3 separate regions of the Mus musculus genome follow, and all the other regions are linked to region 2. A link is a contact called in public HiChIP or PLAC-seq data. All regions are on one chromosome and are shown on one strand. Each heading gives the region's core, a stretch centred on a gene start, on an enhancer-like site or on the middle of the called end of the contact. The rest is flanking DNA. Distances are from core to core; before and after follow the strand shown.

What was found. HiChIP or PLAC-seq counts read pairs in DNA pulled down with a chosen protein or histone mark.
Region 1: a FOXA1 HiChIP or PLAC-seq map of pancreatic cancer cells shows a contact between it and region 2. The contact joins two enhancer-like sites. A contact is called at or near these places in 1 of 39 promoter capture datasets (neural stem cells), 1 of 115 datasets of contacts at active chromatin or transcription factors (pancreatic cancer cells) and 1 of 9 other capture datasets (adipose tissue).
Region 3: a FOXA1 HiChIP or PLAC-seq map of pancreatic cancer cells shows a contact between it and region 2. The contact joins two enhancer-like sites. A contact is called at or near these places in 1 of 484 Hi-C or Micro-C datasets (adipose-derived mesenchymal stem cells), 1 of 115 datasets of contacts at active chromatin or transcription factors (pancreatic cancer cells) and 1 of 9 other capture datasets (pancreatic islet).

Annotation. Positions count from the first base shown.
Region 1 is chr7:118,825,223-118,829,367 of GRCm38.p6, reverse strand. Vps35l (VPS35 endosomal protein sorting factor like) reads right to left here. Exons shown (of 31, transcript NM_027815.4): 27 at 3,045-3,184. Among named protein-coding and RNA genes, the nearest start is that of Gm26147, 5.3 kb to the left of the region's middle. Within about 2 kb of position 1,312, at least 87 of the 459 cell types and tissues checked have an H3K27ac peak or open chromatin away from gene starts, as enhancers often do. A contact at or near this core is called in neural stem cells and pancreatic cancer cells, where this site is marked.
Region 2 is chr7:118,477,444-118,481,554 of GRCm38.p6, reverse strand. No RefSeq gene overlaps it. Among named protein-coding and RNA genes, the nearest start is that of Itpripl2, 12 kb to the left of the region's middle. Within about 2 kb of position 2,289, at least 101 of the 459 cell types and tissues checked have an H3K27ac peak or open chromatin away from gene starts, as enhancers often do. A contact at or near this core is called in neural stem cells and pancreatic cancer cells, where this site is marked.
Region 3 is chr7:118,928,552-118,932,812 of GRCm38.p6, reverse strand. The region is part of intron 7 of Iqck (IQ motif containing K); the gene reads right to left. Among named protein-coding and RNA genes, the nearest start is that of Gm39076, 54 kb to the left of the region's middle. Within about 2 kb of position 2,687, at least 188 of the 459 cell types and tissues checked have an H3K27ac peak or open chromatin away from gene starts, as enhancers often do. A contact at or near this core is called in pancreatic cancer cells, where this site is marked.

The DNA of each region.
Region 1 (4,145 bases), core at 63-2,562, 350 kb before region 2:
CCGTGAGCAATGCGTACCTCTCCCTGTACAGTGCTGGGGATGAGAGATAGATCCCTGGGCTTGCTGGCCAACCGTTTTCTCCTAACCGGTGAACTCCAGCCTCATTGAGAGACCTTGTCTCAAGAACTGAGACAACAAGGAAGAAAAACAAGGAAGATACTGATGTTGACCTCTGACCTCCACATGTACCCTCAGTCCTCAGATGGCAGTTGATCTTCATTGCCTGGATCTCACCAAAGTGCAGTCTTTGACACCAGGAAAAGCAACAAAGTCCTACTCATGGCAAAAGGTGCTTTCTCAATGCCTCTGTGCCAGGTTGGCATCTGGAATGGAGGATGCACACCCTGCATGCTTGGGGCAGCTGCTCCCAGCCCTAGCTATCTGAACAGACTGTAGAACACCAGTGTGAATGGCAGGAGCTGAGTCCTCAAGGGAAGCCACAAACCTGTATTTGCTTCAGCTTTTTTTTTTTTTTTTTTTTGTGGAAAACTCCAAGCGCTTTCCATCGTCCCGGAGGAAGCAAGTGTGGCAGCTGGCTGGGTTCTGCCCTCTGGTCACCAGCGTGTAACCCCAGGGAGGGAGGCTCTGGCTTACAGCATGCTTTCGTTCTTAAGTATGAAACCCGCAAGGCGGCAGTCCTGCGAGGTAGGCATTTCCATGCTTTTGTAAGATGACAGGTAAGACTTGGAGGAATTACAAAACCATCTCCAAGGCCCCAGAGCTTGACCCAAGTTTGAGACTCTGAGGAGAAGGCCTTCAGAGAGACCCTGGCTGCTTGCAGCACGTGGGAAGCTCGTGTGCAGGCGGTAAGGCACCTCGACAAATCACCACACGATCAACATCAAGTGCTTCATTAGAAACTTGGGCTTGTCCTCGGCTCTACGTATAGGACAAATAACCAGGTCAGACAGACAGGAGGCACTGACCGCAGAGCACGGTGAGCAGGTGTCCAGGGAAGGGACTCTGGGAGCCCCTGCAGCTCTGCCACCTGACCCCTCACCAGGATGCTGCCTGCCACAAAGGACAATCAAAGCCTCCCCCAGAGCAGGTCTGTGGCTGGGCCTCCTGGTTCCCCTCTGAGAACTTGGAATCTGAACAGAGAGAGCCCACTGCTGAGTCATTTTTTGTTTTCTCAGCTTGATGGAGATACATAATCCGCACAGGGAACAATACGCCCATTCAGGGCACACAATTCAATGTCTGTTCCTGCATCCAGAGTTGTGTGGCTGTCGCCACAATCGACTGAAGAGTATTTCATCACCCCTAAAGAAACCTGGGACCCAGCAAGTGCTGAGTCATTGCACAGCCCAAACTTGGCATGACACATCTCCCGGTCTAGTCCTGGGAGTGGCCCCTCCTGAACCACTGAGGGCAGTGCCCTCCAATGGGCCAGTTTTAACCTCCTGAGAGAGACATTCAAGGGTGAACTCCAGGAGTGTGCATTTAACAGGGCAACCCCGATGCACAGCCGTCTCAAGGAAGGGTTTCTGGGGTATTGTTTTGATATTTGCTTTGCAGTTTTTGGTTTCAATTTTGCCAGGTGAAGCCTATAGATTCCTGGGGCTGTTATTTGTAAATCAGCAAAGAAGACACCCGAGGCTTCAAGGGAACATGGTCATAGCAATGCAATTCTGCGGCTACTTTCCCAATGCTTTTGTGAAAACCTAAGGACGCTCTGTGGGGAGAGTTACCATGGTGCTTTCTAAGGAAGGGAGAAGAGCAGCAGCCTGAACTCTTTCAGAAGCAAGCAAGGCAGGTGCTGCGTGTGTTGGTGAAGAAAAAGTAGCATGCCACATGGGAGGACTGCAGGAAGGCAGCATGTCGCATGGGAGGACTGCATGAAGGCAGCATGCGGCATGGGAGGACTGCAGTAAGAGAATCTTGAGTTTCAGATGGCCTCACTTACACAGTGAGACTCTCAAAAGTAAAAACAAAATAAACCAAAAAACCAAAAGACTGCTCACAAAACATGGGATGAGACAAATGGGAAGGGAGGGGAAAGAAGAAGGAGATGAGGAGAAGGGGCAGGTGGTCGGGAACAACAAAGAAAAGAAGAAGAAACAGCCTCTGCACCAGAACCGGAGTAACAGAATGCCTGTTCACGTCTCTCTGTGACAAAGCCCCAACCGCTGCCGTGACCACCGAGGCTCTCTGTGTGCAGCTCACAATCAGGTGAAAGGTAAACGGACCCAGACACTTGGGAAAACAGAGATGCCATTTCGTTTCTTCATCCAAACTGCTGTCAGGAAGCAGGTCCAAGACCAGGCTGAGAACCCCTGCTATGGGAAGCCTCCAGGAATCCTACTACAGGACTCCCCTAGCCCCAAAAGGGCCCCAGGGATGACTGCTCATCTCTCACAACCACAAAGAGCCAATGTCTACTGTTTCCGGTTCCAAAGAATCCTGCCACCTAAGAGCTTCCCTGGGTGGCTATACTCTGTGCCCTTACCCAGTCCTCATCAGAACACTGGGAGCTGGCACAAGATCACCCTCATTTTGTGGACAGGACACACACATAAGTAACCCCCAAACCTGCAGAGCCAAGGGGAGAAAGAGCTGGTGCCCACTGTCACCATCATGGTCCAAGGTCACTACACCCTAGCCTTGGCAGTGTAGAGTACAGAGCACTGAATAGTAGTACCTCCCCCAACCCAGATACATAAGCTGAAACCATGGTTCCATTTAGATGATGTAAGGGTTACATCATTGGTTAATCTTGGTTGTCAACTTATCAGACCTTGAATCAGCTAAAAGACACGCCTGGTTGGAAATAACCAAGAGATGGCTTGGCAGTTAAGAGCACTGGCTGCTCTTACAGATGGACCCAAGTTCAGTTCCCAGCCCTATAAGGTGGTTCATAACTGTCTGTGATTCCAGTCCCAGAGTATATGATACCTTCTTCTGGCCTCTGTAGACACCAGGCACATGCAGGACACAGATACATGCTGACAAACACATACGTAAGATAAAATACTAAGGGCTGAGTGTACTCAGGAGGCAGAGGCATGGTGAGTGAAAACCACCTGTTGCTCCTGTGAACATACCGGCACAATCAATAAGGTAGAGAAGAAATTGCACAGGAATTCCAGTAGGAAGGGCTCCGACGGCCGCAGCTTCCCATCGATGCTTATCGTCTTTGGGACTTCGGGAACGAGGCCGATGGCGGCTTTGAAGAAAGCATCAGCTGCAAGACAAGAGTAGGGATAAGCGTTGCAAAAAGTTCAAGGCTAGAGCCTTCCTTAGCCTACTGGGGATCAGACAACCTGAGGGTTCAGTTTAGTCAGGAAGCCCAGCAGAAGGTTCTGCAAACCACCATGGATAAGGAGCTGCTATTGACTAGAGCAACCAGGAAACACTAGATGCTAACCAGGCTCAGACTGAAGAACTAAAACAGAGGGGGGGCCTTTTATGGTCAGTCTGAAGAAATGGACTGAGGAGACAACTGAACCCATGACGCATCTGCTGAATGAGAACAAGGGCTTGAGTATGGATGTCCTGTACCCACATAGAAGCAGAGTGCAGCAGGGTATGTCTGTAATCCCAGTACCAGAAAGGCAAAAAGAGGAGGATCCCTGGGCCTGATGAATGGCCAGTCTAGCCAATCAATGAGCTCCAGGCCCAGGGATTGCCCCCAGCTCAAAAAAAAAAAAAAAAAAAAAGAAGAGGTAGCCAGTGGTGAAAGATGACACCGGTCATAAACCTCTGACCTCCACACACATGCCACACATGCTTCAAAGCAGGTGTACATGCACACACATGTGCACACACACACACACACACACACATGTGCACACACCCACATGAATTTATACGTAGCACACATATACACACACATATATATAGTGACCTGAGCTAGCACCTACACTGGTCTGGATCAATGAGTCCTTACGCCCACAAGTAAGGAAAGACTGTCACCAAGACCATTTCAAACCTGGGAAATGAGGCAGGTGTGAAGTGAGGCGGGACTCAGCTCATTCCTGTGTAGGTGGAAGGGTCTTGAGTGGCTGACAGCGCTATTGCTTCAAGTCTGGACTGATTCTCTTGCTGCACAAAGAAATAACCACTGAGCTAGGCACTGTGGTGCAAACCTGTAACCCTATACTCAAACGGGTGAAGCAGGAGGATAGATGCTGTGGGGCAAACCT
Region 2 (4,111 bases), core at 1,040-3,539:
CAGAAATCCCTTTGCCTTCCAGACCCAACCAGAAGCTTTTAAGGACCTAATCTCTTGAAAGATGTTTATCTTCATGGCTTATTTAATCATTAGTCACTTCAAATCAGGAGCTAGGCCTCTAATGAGTGGCCCTCGATACCTTATCAAAATGAAAGCATCAAAACATTCCTGCCGTGGAGACAACGGCTAAGGCTCTGGGGATGAGCCGCCGCCTTCTGAATCTCAAGGGCAAGAAACTGCAGACTGAAGACACTGCCTCACATGTCTCAGATGTCACATGGGCAAAGGCTGTGTGAGTCCCATGCTTTTCCTGATAAATACCGTTAATTTTCCATATCTATGACTTGCACAGCTGTGACTTCAACCATCCACAGAGCCAAGATTCAGGGAAAAAAACAAAAACTAAGTCTGGAGGCCAGCAAGACAGCTCAGCAAGTAAAACTCTTGCCCAGAAAGCCTGCTGAGAACCGGCTCTTAAAAGTTGCCCTCTGATCTTCACCTACACACTTGTGGCATGCTCATACCCACATGTATACATACATGCACACATACAATAGTAATACACTTAGAAAATTATATCTGAGGTTGGCAAGATGGCTCCCCTGATAAAGGTGCTTAGACTGCCAAGCCAAGCTGACCCTGGCAACCCAGAAAGGGCTGCTTTCTGAACATTGATCTCTGACCTCTACATGTATGCTGTGGAACACATGGATATAAAGAACATGGGAGACGTTCATAGTTTGGGAGAGAAAGGACCTCACTCTGTAGCTCTGGCTCACCTAGAACTGGGTGTCCCAAATGCTAGGATTACAGGCATAGTCACAGTGTCCATTCAGTTGTTGTTGTTTTTCTTGCCATTGAATGCAGAAGACGTGGGCATCCGCAGTTTGGGTGGGTCTTGGCGTGGGTCTTGGCGTGGGTCTTAGAACTGATCACTCAAGGCTGCCGAGGTGCTATTTGACCTGGTTTTCAGAAGCCAGCTAGTTAGTAGTGATCTGTTTTTTCCAAGTCTTCAGAGAGCATTGGGACTTCCTCTGCATATTCACAGATACTTGAAACTGCCCTCAGAGTCTGAACTCTCTAAAGCAGAGGCGCTTCCACACGCTTGCTAGCTATGAGTAATCCTCTACTTCAAAGTCCCCTGTAGGTGCACAGGGCCAAGTAACCAATTATATGCAATGGGCAGGGAGCAGAAGAGACATATGCTTGGCCCTGCAGGGACAATAACAGTGACCAGTTACAACAACAGCATCTTAAATTGCAACTGAGTCACTGACACATAATCACTGCCTGTAAGTCACAGGAATTATATTTAGATGGCCGAGAAGTCGGCCTTTGTGATGTCAGGCTTCTGAAGCTAAACATTGGGGTTTCTTGTCCCTACAGCACAGCCTAACTTAGCCTAACCTAACCTAACTGATGGCTCAGGATGTTGCATTGGCCCAGCAGTTCTCAACCTGGGGGTCACAATCCCTTTATGGATCGAACAATCCTTCCCTTTCACAGGGGTAGCCTAAGGTCACTGGGGGGGGGGGAGGAACAAATATTTATATTATGACTCATAACAGTGCAAATTTACAGTTATGAAGTAGTAGCAAAAATAATTTTATGGTTGGGGTCACCACAACACAAGGATCTGTATTAAAGGGTCACAGCACAAGGAAGGCTGGGAACCGCTGCTTTAGAGGATCTCTTTGGAAGCTGAGAAGTAAATCTCAAATATCAATATATCAAATAAATATATTAGCCCTGTGCAGAGGACAGGATGGAATGGTTAGCAGACAGAACCTCCCGTGTCTGCAGCTTACGCACGGCTGGCTAGAAAGATTGTTATCAGACACGGGGCCAATAAAGGTGCATGCTTTGAGGCAAAGGAACAGGTTTCTATGACATCATAAATGAACCTAGCATAGCCCAGAGGTGTCGGGGATGACATCTCAAAAGTCTGGAATCCCAGAAGAACACTGAAGGTCTGTCTCAGGGAGCAGCCTTGGGAATGCTTCATAAGCGCAAAGCTCTGCGTCAAACATTTGACATCCACAGTTCTCACTACTGCTACTGTCCCAGGAGGTGGCTCTAGGAGCCACCCCACTTTACCAATAAGGAGCTCTTGGCTCAGCAGAATGAAGTCATAGGCCCCAAGGAAGTACACGTCAGGTTTTGAACCCACATCCTCAGGCTCGCTTAAAAAAAAAAAAGCCAACTCTCAGTAGCTCCTGTGTTCCTAGTTCTTTAAACTCATCCAGAGAAATGACTCAAGCAGGAAGTTACCCTATGAGAGTCCCAGGGGGAGGATCAAAATGAAACTTGCAGTCCAGTGTCCACAATCGCCCTGCAGGAGGGGCATACAGCCCTCTCCCAGTCTCTCTTTAAAAGCTCCCTGGTTCCTTTTCATTTTTACAGCTTCTTCTCCCCACCCCTGGCCCCAGGGTGATTTCATTTCTCTTTTAGCAGATGGGGGAAAGCGTGGGCGGCTGGCCCTACAGTAGCCCAGCCACTGGCCTTCTTCCCCTCCAGACTTAATCCAGAGACAAACAAGAAGGACACAGCAGCTGTCTCTTCTCTTGGCTTCCTCTGATGCCTCCTTTTCTCCTTGCTACAGAAGCAGGAAGTCCTTGGATCACTATGTTGAAATGTTGCCTGGGTTAAGCTCATTGCTTTTCCTTACAGAACCCAACAGGGACATACTGACACCTAATCAGATATATGTTTCTCATGGAGATGTATCGCACAGGCTCATGTGTATGCATGCATGTCACACATATTCAACAACTGTTTAGATAGAATAAACCTTAGCCTGCCAGCCACTGTCAATAAAGGTTTATTCAAACACTCATTCCCTAACATCTCATCTGTGAGTGCTTTTGGTACTAAATGTGCCGAAAGTGACCTTATTATCTATGATTTTCAAAACCTAAAGTATTTATTATTTGCCTCTCAACAGGAAAAGTAAGCCTGGTTCTTGCTCCTCCTCCTAGTGTTCTGTGAGGTGCCTGCTACTTATAGGCTTGTAACAAAACACCTTAAAATGTAGCTGCTCACGCCCCACTGTAAGGGCTGGGAGATGCCAAAGTCAGTAAAATGCCTGCCAAAGGGGCTTGAGGAGCCATGTAAGACCAGGGTGTGGTAGTGCCTGTAGCCCCAATGAATGGCAGTGCATGCTCATAACTCCAGCTCTGGGAAGGTGGGAATAGGCAGACCCCCAGGCAGACCTCAGATGCACTCTCTCCAAACACACACACCACCACCACCACCACCACCACCACCACCACCACCACCACCATTGTGGCTTCTCTCATGATTCTGCATGTTGACCAAGCTGGGCCAGGCAGTATAGCTATCCATGACATAAGATCTGAAGCCAGGGCACCTCTGTTCACTTCCCTCATGTGGAGGAAACTGCCAATCACAGATGAGCTCAGCCTGTGTTCCTGGGTGGCCGAGAAGCCTCTGAGTTAGTGGTGCCTGTTGACCAGCCTTTGTGGAAAGTCGCAGCACAGTGGTGCTCCACAGTGTCTCCGGAATGAATGGGCTATAGGTGCCTATTCAGTGGTGATGTATTGGGTATGTGTGTGCAAAAGTATGTAGCAATGTGTGTGTATATGTATCTATCTGTGTACTTTCTGTATGTGTAGGTACTTATATGTGTGTATACTTGTATGTGTATGTATATCTGTGTATCTTCTCTATGTGTATGTACTTGTATGTGTTTGTATATCTGTGTGTGTATATCTCTGTGTGTGTGTTTGTATATCTGTGTACTTTCTGTATGTGTGTGTACTTGTATGTGTATGCATATCTGTATGTGTTTGTATATGTGTAAAATATATCTGTGTGCATACATCTCTCTTTGTCTCTGTCTTTCCCTGTCTCTGTTTCTCTCCCTCTCCCCAAACCCTCTGTGTATGCGTGTGTAGGTTACCCTATGGCTCTAGTTCTACTCAGCTAGTCTGCTGGGCCAAGGACCTTTAGAAAGCTGCCTGCTCTCCATTTCCAGTGCTGAGATTACACTATGTGCCCAGCTTTTCACTGCATCTGAACTGGGGCCCTCATTGCTTGCTCAGAAGCATTTTTACCTACCGAGCCATCTCCCCGGTCCCCTGATATTCTT
Region 3 (4,261 bases), core at 1,438-3,937, 450 kb before region 2:
AGACAGGGATTTAACTTACTATGTACACCAGGCTAGCCTTGAACTCACGTAGACCCACCTGTCTCCTCTCTCAAGATCTGGGATTAAAGGCATGCACCACTGCATCCAGCCTTGAAAAACTGTCTTACTGGGGGTTAGAGAGATGGCTCAATGGTTAAGAGCACTGACTGCTCTTGCAGAGGTCCTGAGTTCAACTCCCAGCAACCACACGGTGGGTCACGACCATCTATAATAGAATCTGATGCCCTCTTTTGGCCTGCAGGCTCTATATACAAATAGAGCATTCATATGTATAAAATAATAAATAAAATCATTTTTAAAGTTGCTGTAATGAAACAAATTAATTAAAAGTAAATTGTATCATAAAAGTCTCCTCCCTCATGAACCAGGACTTGCAATGGCTTTAATTCTAGTGTCCTTGCTCCTGCCTTTCCTGGTACCACCTGACATTTTGGCATGCTGCTCTTTCTCGGGCCCTTATACCTGCTTACAGCTCGGTCTACATGGTTTTCCTGCGCCTCCTTCCCCATGGATTCATTTCCCTCTGTTTAAATGCATCTCCCAGGATTTCTTTCAGGAGGGCGTTTGGGAAAGGAGTATTTATAGCTCTTGAGTGATGGGTGAGTGGGCATGTAATTCTAGGTTCCGTGTTGGTTTTCCCCTTGATCAGCAGACACTACACTCACTGTCTAGGGCATTTACTATGGCTGATGAGAAGTCTATAATTGCTCTCTGGCTTTTTCTTTGTAGGGAATGTGCTGCAGGGCAGCTTTGAGGATTGTGTGTCCGTGGCTTTTCTGTGGAACGTTTGGATGGCCTTGCCTTTATCCAGCTCACTCGGGGTTCATCTTTCAGTGCCCTTTACAAATCTGGCTTCTCCGCTATTCCTTCCACTGCCACGGTGCAATCGCTAGGACACTGACACCTGGCCATCTCATCTCGTCGTTCCTCAGCGGCTCTTCCTCCTCCTAGCCCTCAGCTTCACCCTCTCTCACAGACCTGGTTCTCGCTAACTTCTCCTTCAGCTGTGTCTATCTGTTGGTTAGCACACATCAGAGATGTGACCCACGGGATCAGCAACCTCCTTACCCAGCCAAGCCTGTGGTCAGCACACAGCAGAGGGTGGGTCCAGGAAGCCGGCCTTTCACAGACTCCCTGTTACTGCTGATGTTCACTGAAACTCAAGGGGCACTGCCTATTTGTGTTCTGGCTTTTGTGTTTATGCACTTTTCTTTTAAATATTTTTTCTCCCTTGTGTGTGCAGTGCTGGGGTTGGAACTCTGGCCTCAAGCAGGCCAGGCAAGCATCCCTCCAGAGTCATCCTTGTCCATTCACGTGAGTACTTTCCTCTACGATCAGCACACTTAGTTCTTTTTCAAATCTAAATTTCCCCTGTTTTTCATACTGTCTTGTTCTTCCAGCGTGGTCTATATTTTGTCCTAGTAAATCTATATAATCACTGTAAACACACTTACTTCACAAACTCAAATTGCTATGCTTGAGGGCCCGAATGCTCTGCTTGGTGCTGGTTGTTGACTCCCTTCTTCTTTGGAGGTTCAGTTTTAAAATTAGGAGTTTATGACTTTTTATGTCTTAGTTCCAGCTCTAAGCTTGTCCACATCTGAGGTCATGTCTATAACTAGCAAACTTTTTTTGATTGGGATAAACAAGATAGTAAATATTGTTGCTTTTGTGGGCCATGGAGTCTCTTTCAAACCAATACCATGCTGCCATAGAACACAAAAGCAGCTGCAGACAATATGCTAAATAGGTGTGGCTACGTTCCAGTAAAATTTTATTTGGAACAGAGAGAGAGAGAGAGAGAGAGAGAGAGAGAGAGAGAGAGAGATGGGGGGAGGAGAAGGGAGAGGGGGAGGGAGAGGGAGAGGGAGAGGGAGGGAGAGATGCACACATACACATATGAAGAAAAGAAAAAGGAAAAAGAACTTTTGTAGCCAGGTTGAATGGGACAGGCCTATAATTCCAATAACTAAACTAAAGCAAGAGGGTCACAAGTTCAAAGCCAGCGTGAACAACTTAGTGAGACTTTGACACAAAATAAGAAGGTAAAAGGAGTCCTGGAGCTGTTGCTCGAGGGTGGAGCCTTGTTTCACATGTATGTGGCCATAGGTTCAATCTCAAATGCTACAAAAAATATTTAATAAAGAATAGAACCCAAGGAATGGACAGTGGCTGGATACTGTCCTTCAGGTATGGTTTGCCAACCTCTGCCTTGACCCCTATGTAGGCATTACAGCTCCAGCCCCCAGCTTCTCCTGCTGCCCCTTCCAGCTCTCTCACACTATTCATCTGACACTGTGCCCTTGGTGAATCACGTGAATGCCTGTCTAGAAAAACTCACTGTCTCTCAAAGTTTAAGCTCAACAAATGACCCTGATGTCACTGGGGTTCTGTTGAAATAGACCCCCCCCCCCCAACCTGGGAGTTCTAATGCACACCAGTGAGGTAGAACAAGACCCGCAGGACTCCAAGTGATTCCAGGGAGCTGAAGCCTGGGCCACCCTGCTTCCCCGAGGGAGAATGCTAGGAATGAGCCTACTGCTCCAAGCCCTGCGGAGGACATCTGTACCGCTTGGCTGTTTCAGTTCCTACACAAACACCATGCTGATTACTGCAAAGCCTTCCAGTGTGAGTCAAGGGAACACTCTGGGGCTGTTAGCCCGTGGTCAGGAAAGCAGGATCTGGGTGAGTCACCAGCACCAGCTGCCTTTCCTGAGGTAGTCTCTGCAATGCCCGGATCTGAGAAGGCCTTCTCCCAGGAAGCCACACCTAGTTTTGTACCGAAGTCGTCCCCCCGCGCCCCCCCCCCCCCGCCGGGTGGGGGCAGGTCACAGCACATACATGAAAGAAATGGAATTTCCCCCACATTTCAGTGATGGCAGTTCAGATGGAGTTCATCCTGCTTCTCCTGATAACTGAGACTCATGATTAGGAATGAATCTGATTGCGTAGGCATTTAAGGTATTTGATGAACCTCTCAGTGAGTTACAGGGTAAATTACGTCACCGTGTGCTCTGCCAAGGACCCTGTCAGCCAGCCCGTTCTGAGCCCTTCCCTCCCGTCCCCACTTAGCTGACATTTGCTAACACAAGACCTGTGAGCACTCTTTTAGGAGTTATGTGCACACTATTAATTCTCAGAAGAAATCTCTGAGGTGGGCAGTATTTCCACCCTTTTCAAAGAGGAAATTGAGCCTCAGTCAAGCAAATAGTGCCCCGAAATTGGTATGTATTATAGCCCAGAATTTGAACCCCAGGCAACTATGAAAACCTGCTCTGGTGTTGCCATTCTACTCCTGACTGAAGCAGCAGCTTCAGGGTTGTTCTAATGTACGGTCAGGTTTGAAAGCCAGAGATTCCTCTGTCAGGGTTCTCAAAGAGTGTTCCCCAGGTTGCCAGCACTCCTAGTGCCCAAGGACCTGTTTGAAATGCAAGTTCTCAGGACCCACTCAGCCCTCCCGACTCTGGGGGAAGGGCCCTGATGCAGGTTAAAGACAGAGAACCGCGTGCAGTGATGTGGGTGTATATATATAACACAAGCACTCGGGAAGCTGAGGCAGAGGGTTGTGGGTTTGAGGACAGCCTGAGCTGTCTCCAAATACGTAAGTAAATATCAAGAGCCAGAGCTCGGGAGAGACCACTTGCCCAGCATGTGTGAGGCTCTGGGGACGGGGTGGGGAGCCACCACACTGTGCCCTTGGTGAGTCACGTGCATTCTTGTCTAGAAAAACCCACTGTCACTCAAAGTTTAACTGATGGATGCAGAGCTGGAGCTGCAGCTCAGCTGGTAGAATGCCTGATTAGCACAAATAAAGTGCTGCATTCCTGGGTTTGATCCCCAGCTCCGCATAAGCCAGGAGTGTTGCCATACTGTAATCCAAACTCAGAAGGTAGAGACAGGAAGGTCAAGAAGTTTAAACCCATCCTTGGCTACGTAGCAAGTTCAGAGGCTATCCTTGGCTACAGGAACCCCACCTCTGTGCCCCCCCCCCCCACACACATATGGGAGTCTATCCCCTGTCAGTGAATCTGGCCAACCTCATGATTTGCTCTGACCAATAGAAGGGAGCAGAAGTACTGCTAAGAGAACTCCATAATCTAAGGCTGAAGAAAGCTTGAAGCTTCTAGATTTGCCTCCTCATGTTATTTCTACATTTAAGGAGGCTCTTCTTTCAACTTACACCATGTTGAAAAGCCACATGGAAAAGAAATGCCAACCACCAGTGCCACCTGCCAGACAT